Linked DNA regions of Gossypium hirsutum: region 2 is linked to region 1. The links are chromatin contacts, called in public Hi-C maps. All regions are on one chromosome and are shown on one strand. The core of a region is the stretch at or near the end of the contact, and the rest is flanking DNA. Distances in the headings are between cores, read along the strand shown. Region 1 holds the start of LOC107886092 (acid beta-fructofuranosidase). Region 2 has its middle 30 kb from the start of LOC107946932.

The links. A called contact is a pair of places that touch in the nucleus more often than the background predicts.
Region 2: a contact with region 1 is called in a Hi-C map of leaf, with 3 times the contacts expected there. The contact joins the enhancer-like site here to the promoter of LOC107886092 in region 1. A contact is called at or near these places in 9 of 34 Hi-C or Micro-C datasets (callus and leaf).

What each region holds. Positions count from the first base shown.
Region 1 is chrD12:57,686,020-57,690,824 of Gossypium_hirsutum_v2.1, forward strand. It overlaps LOC107886092 (acid beta-fructofuranosidase), which reads right to left and starts at 1,462. Exons shown (of 7, transcript XM_041107399.1): 1 at 914-1,462; 2 at 459-467. The coding sequence starts at 1,304.
Region 2 is chrD12:57,734,675-57,739,673 of Gossypium_hirsutum_v2.1, forward strand. No RefSeq gene overlaps it. Among protein-coding and RNA genes, the nearest start is that of LOC107946932, 30 kb to the right of the region's middle. Within about 2 kb of position 1,782, at least 3 of the 9 cell types and tissues checked have an H3K27ac peak or open chromatin away from gene starts, as enhancers often do. A contact at or near this core is called in leaf, where this site is marked.

The DNA.
Region 1 (4,805 bases), core at 212-2,711:
CCCAAGTTCATAATGCTAGAAATTTTAGGTTGGATTTTACAAATGAATGAAAGAAAATACCAAAACAATCAATTTTCCTCATTTCATGAGCTGTCTACGTCAAAAGAGGAAAAAAAATAATGTCTAATTTAATTTAATGAATGTTATATTTTAAAAATAATTGAATAAAATTTCAATGATATGTACTTTCATAACAGTGTATGGTTAAATAATAATGAATGTAAAATTAATAGAAATGGTGGGCTCCAACTTTTCGACAAAGTAGGAATTATTGAGTTTGCAATTAGTTGTCTATTCAATCAGATACTGCAGTTAATCAAGGGGGGCAAAAAGTTATTTTGTGGATTGCGTGTGCCCCCCCAAAAGCCCTTTTCTTTTTTAACCTCAAAAAAAATAAGAGGTCATAAAGGTTTCACTTTTATACAAGCTTGGGTATACAAAATTATACAGGGCCTTACCATTAGGATCTGAAGCAGAACGAACCAGATTCCCATGTCAGAGCAACAACGTATGAACAAGCACCCAGCCAAACAAACAAACAAAAAACCCAAAATGTCAGAGATATGTGATAAAAAAAAACAGCATATTTAAGAAGAAAGGAAAAACCCAGATCTAATCACTCCTCATTTTCTTCCATGAAATAAGGAACTGTTGGAAATTTGAATCCACCCGAAATTAATCAAGTATATGCTACTTCATTTTCATGGTGTTTTTATAAAGAAAAAAATATATAATTGTTAAGATTCAACTAAGTATGTATTTCATCTTTCAGCTTTCGACCATTGATAATATGATTGAAATGCAGTGGAAATTATTAATAAACTTTTTTATCTAGTATAATATTCAAAAAGTACGGGCACTTTTTAAATAATTTCAAAGGAAGTGGGAAAAAGGAACCTCTTTTTTCTCTTACCATTCATCCAATTCTTTTCAGGTTGAAAGTGAAAAGCTGTTCTTTGCCATGACAGCATGCTATTATTCCATGGATACGCCAGCTGATTCTCGTTATCTTTGGCAAAAAACCTGTTCGATTTCTCTGACACTCCGACAGCCGGTCCACGTGACACCGGCCGCAACTGTTTCTCGGAGGAGGGCGAAGCCAATGAGCCATGTTCGTTTTCTTTGACGAAACCATTATCTGATCCATTGTTACTAGTCAACAAAGCCGCAAAAAATCCGACCGTCAACAACACAAAAAAGATTGAAAGCTGCAATTTCATGGGTTTCCGGCGATTTTCCGAAGGCCCCGTTGGATCGGAGCCGGCATGGCTAGAAACCGGAAGGAATGGCCTTGTATCCACCATTGTGGATAACTTGGTTAAAAAATGGAGATGGAAAAAATGTGAGTTAGAAAGGGATGAGCGATGGCTGAGTATGTTTGAAGAGTTGGGGTCTGACTATTATATAAGGACTGTGCTTCGCTTGGCCAATAAGTTGGGCGGTTTCCAGGATTGACATTTGACGGGGGCAAAGAAAGTGACCAAAACCAACACTAATTTTACCTTTTATTTTTATTTTTATTTTCATTTTTCAGGAAGTTAATTAGAGAACAACTTGGTTGAGGTATTATTAAAATATTATTTTATTTATATTTATATTAAGATTTTAAACAAGTTAATATCATGAGTAAATTAAACATTAATTCAATTAAAATAGTATAAAATTATCCTCTTATATGCAAGGAAACAAAAATTAATATGAATGGTTTTTTTTGTGTAAAATAAAGTACATAAAACTAAATGAAACTAGCTTCTTTAAAGGAGAGTCTCCATATAGTTTTAAACTCGTTTTTTTTTGTCTCGTACCAATTTAACAAGACTATCTGTAATTAAATTATCTTTTCGAGGGATATATTAAAATCTTTTAATATTTTATCCTTTTTAAAAGCTGATGAATTTTTTTAATTTAAGTCACTAAACCTAAACCTAGTTGATGAATGTTAACGGCTTTGAGACAATCAGATTTAATAGGCAGAGAAAACTAAACCTAGTTGATTTGAAATGAAATTTTAGATCATACACTTGCAATGAAATCTAAAAGCGTAACACATTCTACTTGAATTGTGGGAAACTAGGGAACTGCCACTGGCACATGTATTAGCTGTTATTACAGTAAAATAAGAAAAGAGCATAGGATCCAATCATGTTATCCATTCAATAACCGCAGACAAGTCTCGTGTATGTTGTTTTCAGAGGGTAAGAGGTGTGCTTTCACAGACCATACATTTAGTTTTAGTTTTATATTAGCAGCCGGTTGGGTGGGGGTGGGAAAATTACAAAATATTGGCTTTATACCAATAATTGCTTATTTGCAGTTATGGAAGTATATTAATTATGTAGAAAACAAGGATTTTTATGGAACTTTTTATCTGGCTACTTAATAATGACAGCAAGGCTCATTTAACACTTCCTTTTATTTCTATAGAACTTGCGAAAGGAAATTAAATTTTAGCAGTGATATATCAGTAAAGAATAGGCAGACAAAGAAAGAGGAATACAACTGAAGGAGAAGACTGTGGGTATTTTAAAAAATCTCTAACTTGGTAGCTTTAAATATTACAAGGAAAAACTTGAGTGCACGTAGGTCCGGCAATTATTCAGTTAAAAACCAGGATGAATGAGTAAGTGCTGATTAGGATTCGAAAAGAAATGGTCCATCCACAGCCACCACATAAATTATTGGATCATGTGGAGCTCCTATCCACATGCAGAAGATAATTGATTATTCTGCTCAATGTTACATTCAAATGAATGAACATCTTCAACTACATTTTAAAACTTACTTGCCCACATCAATTTAAACAACAGCTGTTAATGTTTTATTTTTAAAGAAATTATTGTTATTAATAGAAATCAAAATAATAATAACACAAATGACAGTAATTGCAATACTGGAATAAGTCTTCAACAAAATAAACATGTATCAATTTAATTAAATCACTGATTTGCAACCTAACCTCACCATCATCAAATCAATCACCAGTCAACTAAGAAAAAACTGTCAAAAGCCTCATCACATAAGTGATGTACAAAAGGTCAAGTCTCAGATAGCTTTTCATCCGTCTCATCATTTCAAATTTGTCACAATTGCTACGATTTATCATGATAAAATCCTTCGAGACCAATTCTTAATAGATCTAATGACGCCATTATATATATGTCAGAACATGACTAAAAATTAAAATTAAAACTGCATGTAACTTTTAAAAAAGATAGAGTTGACAAAATAAGAGCACAAAACCAAACTAATGATGAAGATTAAAATTAAAAAAATATATTGAAATTAAAAGTTGGTGTCACGAATGGCAAAACAAAATTTTAATTTGAGAAAATTTAATTTCTTAGAATTTTTCGATAGTAATATATTGATGTGGCCCATTTTTTGGGTACCTTTAAAAGTTGTAGGTTAAATTCATGATATTATCATTATCCTCCTCTAATTTTTGACACGTAAAAAAAAGGATCAATTGTTATAATTATTATAAACAGTATATCAATATCAATGAATGTCCTAAACACACTCAAAATCCTTAAATAAAAACAAAAGCAATCAATACAAAAGGTGACCTCATATTGCATGTTCCTCTTTTGTTTTAATGTCTTGCCTGTCCTGCATGTTTCCACATGCAAATTTTGGGGGGGGGGGATTATTGTTTAAACTTTTAATTAAATTGAAAAATTTTAGATCACCGATTTTCTGTCGTCAAATGAGATATGTGGACCAATCAGGAACAGTGTATAGTTCAAAACGTACATGATTTTGCTACAATAATTATACCATATAATGCAGAATATGGTTGGTGAAGGTTGAGGTGGAGACTGGGGTGGGCTCCTAAGGATTTTGGCTATTAGTACATGTACTCAGGTCGCATGGTATTTCCAGTTATATTTCTCCATCATCTGATTTAAGCCTTTAAAATTATTTTCTCCTATGTCCGATTTAAATGCCTATGGTTTAATTTAGTGGTTATTATTGATTCCCCCAAAAATTGTCATGTCACAACTTCAATTGAACAATTGATTAAAAAAAAACTCTTCACCTAACACAACTTCGTTGTATGAACTAAATTGAATGTAAAATTGTCTAATAAAATAATATATAATTAGAAACTTGTAAAGGCTAGAACATTCAGTTCTAAAGTTGTAAACATAAACGGTTTACTTTCTATTGCGTTCACAAAATACATTCTTCTACGAATAATAAATTGCTATCTATACTCTCACACGAAACTTATACAAGTATCTCAATAAATAGACGTTTTAAAAGCTTGTTAACATACTAAAGATCAATTACAAGCTAACCCCTTAAAATAGTAACTACAAAATGGCAAAAGGAAAAGATCTTTTAAGGAGCATTTGTAGGCAAAGATATTTCCGAATCAACTACAAAGCACCTTATGTCAAAGCTAAAATTACGACGAGCTAAAACGATGATATCACATGTGTCATAATTATTTTTCTCTAATTAATTTAAATTAATTAAGAGGTAAATAATCAAAATTATCCAAGTTGTGACCTATTGGCTGAATGTTTATCTTTCCCAAGAATAGCCTGAGTTCAAATCACTGTAGTACAAAAAACAATTAAGTGATAATATTAAATACTTATTTTATCTCTAATTAATTAAATTAATGTGAGATAAATTAGATGCATGTGGATCACTTAAATGAAGAGTTTATATTTTACAAGAACTCTCTTTTACCCAAATGACTAATACTATAAAAGAGGATCTCTTTTAAGCTATTCTACATATTTACAAGTTCAGAAATCCAAAAAATCTTCGAAAAACTAATTTTGAGAATTCTA
Region 2 (4,999 bases), core at 532-3,031, 49 kb after region 1:
TTTCAAGTAGTTAAGTCTAAGTGAAATAAAGTGATCTTAGATTGATATATAAGAGTGAGGGCTCACAATAGGACTAGAAATACTATAGAATTGGGTAAACAATTTCTATACCCACACCTATTTTTATTGTGTTTCCGATCTTCATGCTTTCAATCATTTTTAACTTAAATTTGTTAATCAACCAAAATAAGTGGTATAGAGCTAAATATATTGAGATTTAAAAAAAATTAAAAACAATAAGACGAGATCCAATAGGTTAATTGTTTAATTAGATTCCATTAACTACACATTTCATAAAGTATTCTGTAATTATTTGCATCCTAGAAATAAACTTATAGGGCCATCGCTATCCAAAATAAATACTCATTTCTGTTCATGTTGACCATTGAGCGTCTATGATTATTATTTATTACCCCCAATTTTTAAACTCATCATGTGAAGCATATTATGTTAAAAAAGTAGTTCGCAAGTCCTAATCTTTCCAGAACTACGGGGATTTTTCTTTTGTGATTGTTAGTTCACTTCCAAATCATGAAAAAGGTTAAGAAAACAGCACTAAAAATACTATACTTTTACACCACCCAACTTTGCAATATAATTATAATCAGGCGTGCGTGATTGAGAGAGGCAAAAAGGTCAAGATCAAGACATGGTTTGAAGGGATAAGTTAATAAAAGGGAGGACATGGACTTCCTCTATCAAGCATTTAATGACTGTCTTTTGTTTTGGGTGTAATCATGTACAAGAAGGTGACCAACTGGGCCTAAAAGGATAACTTATTCAAAGGAAACCATATATCAGCCAATTCACCGAGTTAATTTTTAAACTCAATAACTCCTTGGCTCAGGTGTTGTGTTCAGAGCCAAGTTGAACCTGTTGATGCTTTCACTGCACATTATTGACATCATTATGATTCATTCATTCAAATATATTCTAAGGTTTTAATGAGTTGGAACTCACTTTGCTGTCCTTTGCCTACTCTCAAAGGGCTTTCTTTTCTTCTCTATCTACCCCTCAACTTGTTATAATTAAAGACAATCCTTGAGATTAAAGCAAGAGATTCACGATAAAGAGAAAGGAAGATGGTGACATATAATCCTGGGATTCTATGGTGAATTACATGCATGTATAGCCAATGAGGAGATTTAGGAGGATTCAATCGGTGGAAACAGCGTAATTGGCATATATGGATTTGAATATCAGTTAAATGTACTTTTAAAATGATTGTTTTGGTTTTGGATAAAGATTAAGAAGAGAATATCAAGTGGAATTAATAAAACTGATCTGAACCTAATCCACTTCCAGAAAAACTGATGTTGCTCAGTTACCTGAAAAACACAGTTTGATTAATTATTAAGACCAGTGTGATTAGTATAATATGTCTAGAAGTTTGTTCCCTTTCAGTTGGTGATCATTAAACAAATACCCAAAGTAGTAATAAATAAATAGAGGCAAGTAAATTATGGTGGAGAGATTGAACATATAATTGCACATGCACATGATGCAGCAGGGCCGTTTGAGGAAATAAACCAAGTGTTGTCGACGATAATGTTGGTTTGGTGCTCAACAAAGTTAATGTCCTGTATTTGTTGCAGACATTATAAATATATTACCTGAAAACCAGACTCGACTGTCAAGATCAAGGCACCAACGGCAGTTATGTTGTATTTTAGATCCTTGCGATCCTCATTTTGATAATCCAACCCTTAAAGAGTGGGCTGCTCAACATTGGTCCAAAGCTCTTGGAATTGACCCATGTTCGTTTCATATCACTGCACCAGTTTTCTTTGAAGAATTCTGGGCCAAAAGGTCCAAGAAGGATGCTGGAGCCCTGCAATCAAAGATAAGCTTGCTAACATGTTAGAATATGGTGTTTTTTGTATATCATTTATCCTCATATAACATTTAGTTTTAGCAAAGCATGGTTAACAACAAAAATATAATGAATTTGGATCAAACAAATTGGAGCTGATGAAGATTATGCAAGTGCATACACCCATTATCGGCATGCTTTTGGATTGAGAAGAACGAGCTCGAGAGCTGCTCTTCATAATAATATTCTATTCTTTTCTACACTTTCATCCCCATGCAGAACCCGAAGCTAGGCCTACCCCAAAACCTCAAGTTGCTCACTTGTATGGCCTGCCTTCACTTTTCCACTTCAATGGATGAGTTACTCGTATTGCCATAATTTGTCAAATTATTTGAAAGGAATTAAAAGGTCTCACGAAACTATTTTGACACTTAAAAAAGCCTAAAAACATCAACAAAATTCTCAATAATGGCTTGTAAGTTTGCACTTGAAATACATAGTTTTAAGTTCAGAACTATACCTAATCGCATTTGCTATTAGTTTAGAATATTTGATATTTTAGAATATTTGTCTTCTCAATTAATATTTTTAAATCTATAATTGTTTAATTATTTTAATAAGAGCATGATTGTGTATGATGAATTATGCAATTCTTTGTTACGTGGATATGTAATTTAGTCTAAAAGAACTTGTGTGTTTTTGTTAGCTAGAATTGGGCCTCTCTAGCCTTTTATGCTATTAATAAATTAAATCTTAGGCTCTTCATTATAAGGTTGTTAGTTAATAAGATAAATAATGTTAACGAGCTTTATCGAGAAGGTAAGAAGAGATTGGTTGTTAGGTGCGATGTCGACAACTATAACTAATTTATTGAAGAATAATGAATTTTATCTTTGCATCGATGATCAAACTTATAAATCAAAACTAAGATTTCACTATTTGACCAGAATTTCTTTCTTCATATTGATTTTTCTTAAATTTTAGGCTATAGAGTTTTAAAAGCCCCTAAACTTTTTTCAAAAAAAATCAAATAAGCCCCTATATATATTGCACTCAATTGAGCTTTTGAATGTTAAAATTACAAAAACCTTTTTTACCTAACAATCAATTATTACAAGTAATGACAGTCGTCTTTTTCTAGGTGTTTTCACCATATGACACAAGTAGACAGCAGAAACAGATGCTTCTGAACTAGGATACGGTGGAATCTTAAGGTGTTTGTTTCTATTAAAAGAGTTTCTCCTTTTGAGCTATGGACTAAAGTTGTAGTGTTCACTACGAAATACATGACTTTAAAATGGAGCTAATAAATTAATGTTAGCACCTCCATTTCAGGATGCTTCTTGTAAGTATGAGTATGAACTTGAAGGGTCAAGGATTTTAAAATATTTTTTTATCAATTATTGAAACCATAAAATTTGGGAAGCAATTAAAATGTATAAAGCTAGTACATAGGTTTGTTTCAACTGTTCCTAATAATGAATCATTGAACATTATGTGTCTTCAGCCTCTTAAAACAATAAAAATTGAGATAGTTTTGATAGCTTCAACACTGACGGTTTGACACATATTTGGACTCATCCAAAATGGATAATAACAATATATTAATAAATATAGTTAAACCAAAACTCAAAAATATTGAATTTTTTTTAAAAAAAATTTAAAACTTAAAATTACATGTTTTATTTATTGCTCTGATACAAATGAGGCTCAAGGATCTAAGGATGGATGCAAATGAAAATTTAGAATTTTAAATTTTAAAAAAGTTAAAATTTGATGGAGGGATTTTTTGAGAAGATGGAAAAATTTTGCTTAGAAGAATTTTGGGAAAATTAAAACGTGACTTTCATCTCCAAATTGAGAGTTTTTTTATTGAGGGCTCTTACCTCTTTTACAACGACATTATTAAGGAATCTATTTCCATACATCATTAAAATTTTAATAGTTTTGCATACATTATTACTATTTTAGATATTTTTGCAGGGAATCTACACTATTCATCTTATTTTAGAATATATTCCTTAAATCATTTCAGAAACTTGGCAATGAATCTCACTATTCATCTCATAATCTTTGTAAGGAATCTCACTATTCCCTGAATCATTTTAGAATATATTCCCTAAATTTGATGATTATGCGAGGAACCTCACTATTCATCTTTTTTTTCTTTTGAAGACTTTTGCATGTACATTTTAGAAACTTTGTAGGGAATCTCACTATTTATCTCATTCTTATCATTTTTATTGGTTTTAGTGATTGTCAATATTGTAGTATCATCTACAAGATCCATTGTTTTAATTTACGATGCTGAGGATTTACTGTCTTTTGAATCGAAGTACATTGAGCTAAACATTTTAGCCATAAGCTTTCAATATTCTATTTTGGTCTTGGCCTAAGCTAGCAATGCGCTAACAGTAAATTTCGCAACAGTTTGGTTTGAGGCAATGGACTTGCACAATCTTGAATATTTGTTGAAAAATGCATCTAAACACTAAGAATTATGTTTCTCGTCATTGAATTTTTTCCACCACTTTGTTTTAAAATTTCGAACTAACATTGGGATCCTCATATATTAGTACTATTCATAACCATAATTCCATGAAACCATCCAAAAAAATACATAATTTTGAAAAGAAATGAATTGTTTTTTATTTGTGTTTATAATTTGGCTTTAGTTGAAATTTGTTAAGAAAATTGGGTCATAAGTTTTGGATTTTTTCTAATAGGATATTAAAGGAATATGTTCCATATCAGTTTCACTATTCTTGAAACCAGTTGGGAAATTTTTATTATGTACCATATTTGAAGTAAATGAGTGAAGAGTATCTCATACACTAGTTGTTGACGAGGAAGACATTGTACGAAGCTGTTTGGAAGTCCCAATATATGAAATATTGGTGAAATATGGGTGATGGTTGTTGACGAGGAAGCCTTTGTAACAAGCTTACAACTTTTTAGTCAATGGGTTTGTTTGGACAAGAATGAAAGTGTAGTTACTACCTTAGTAATTACACTTTCTTGTAATTATAAAGAATTGTAATTCCCTATACATGTTTGGTTGAAAGAGTGCAATTACATCATAATTCCCTATGTCATGTTTGGTATTACAAATTGTAATTTCACAGTTACATAATTTATATTTTGTAAAAGTTATTAATAAGCAAGTAATAATAATCAAATTCAAAT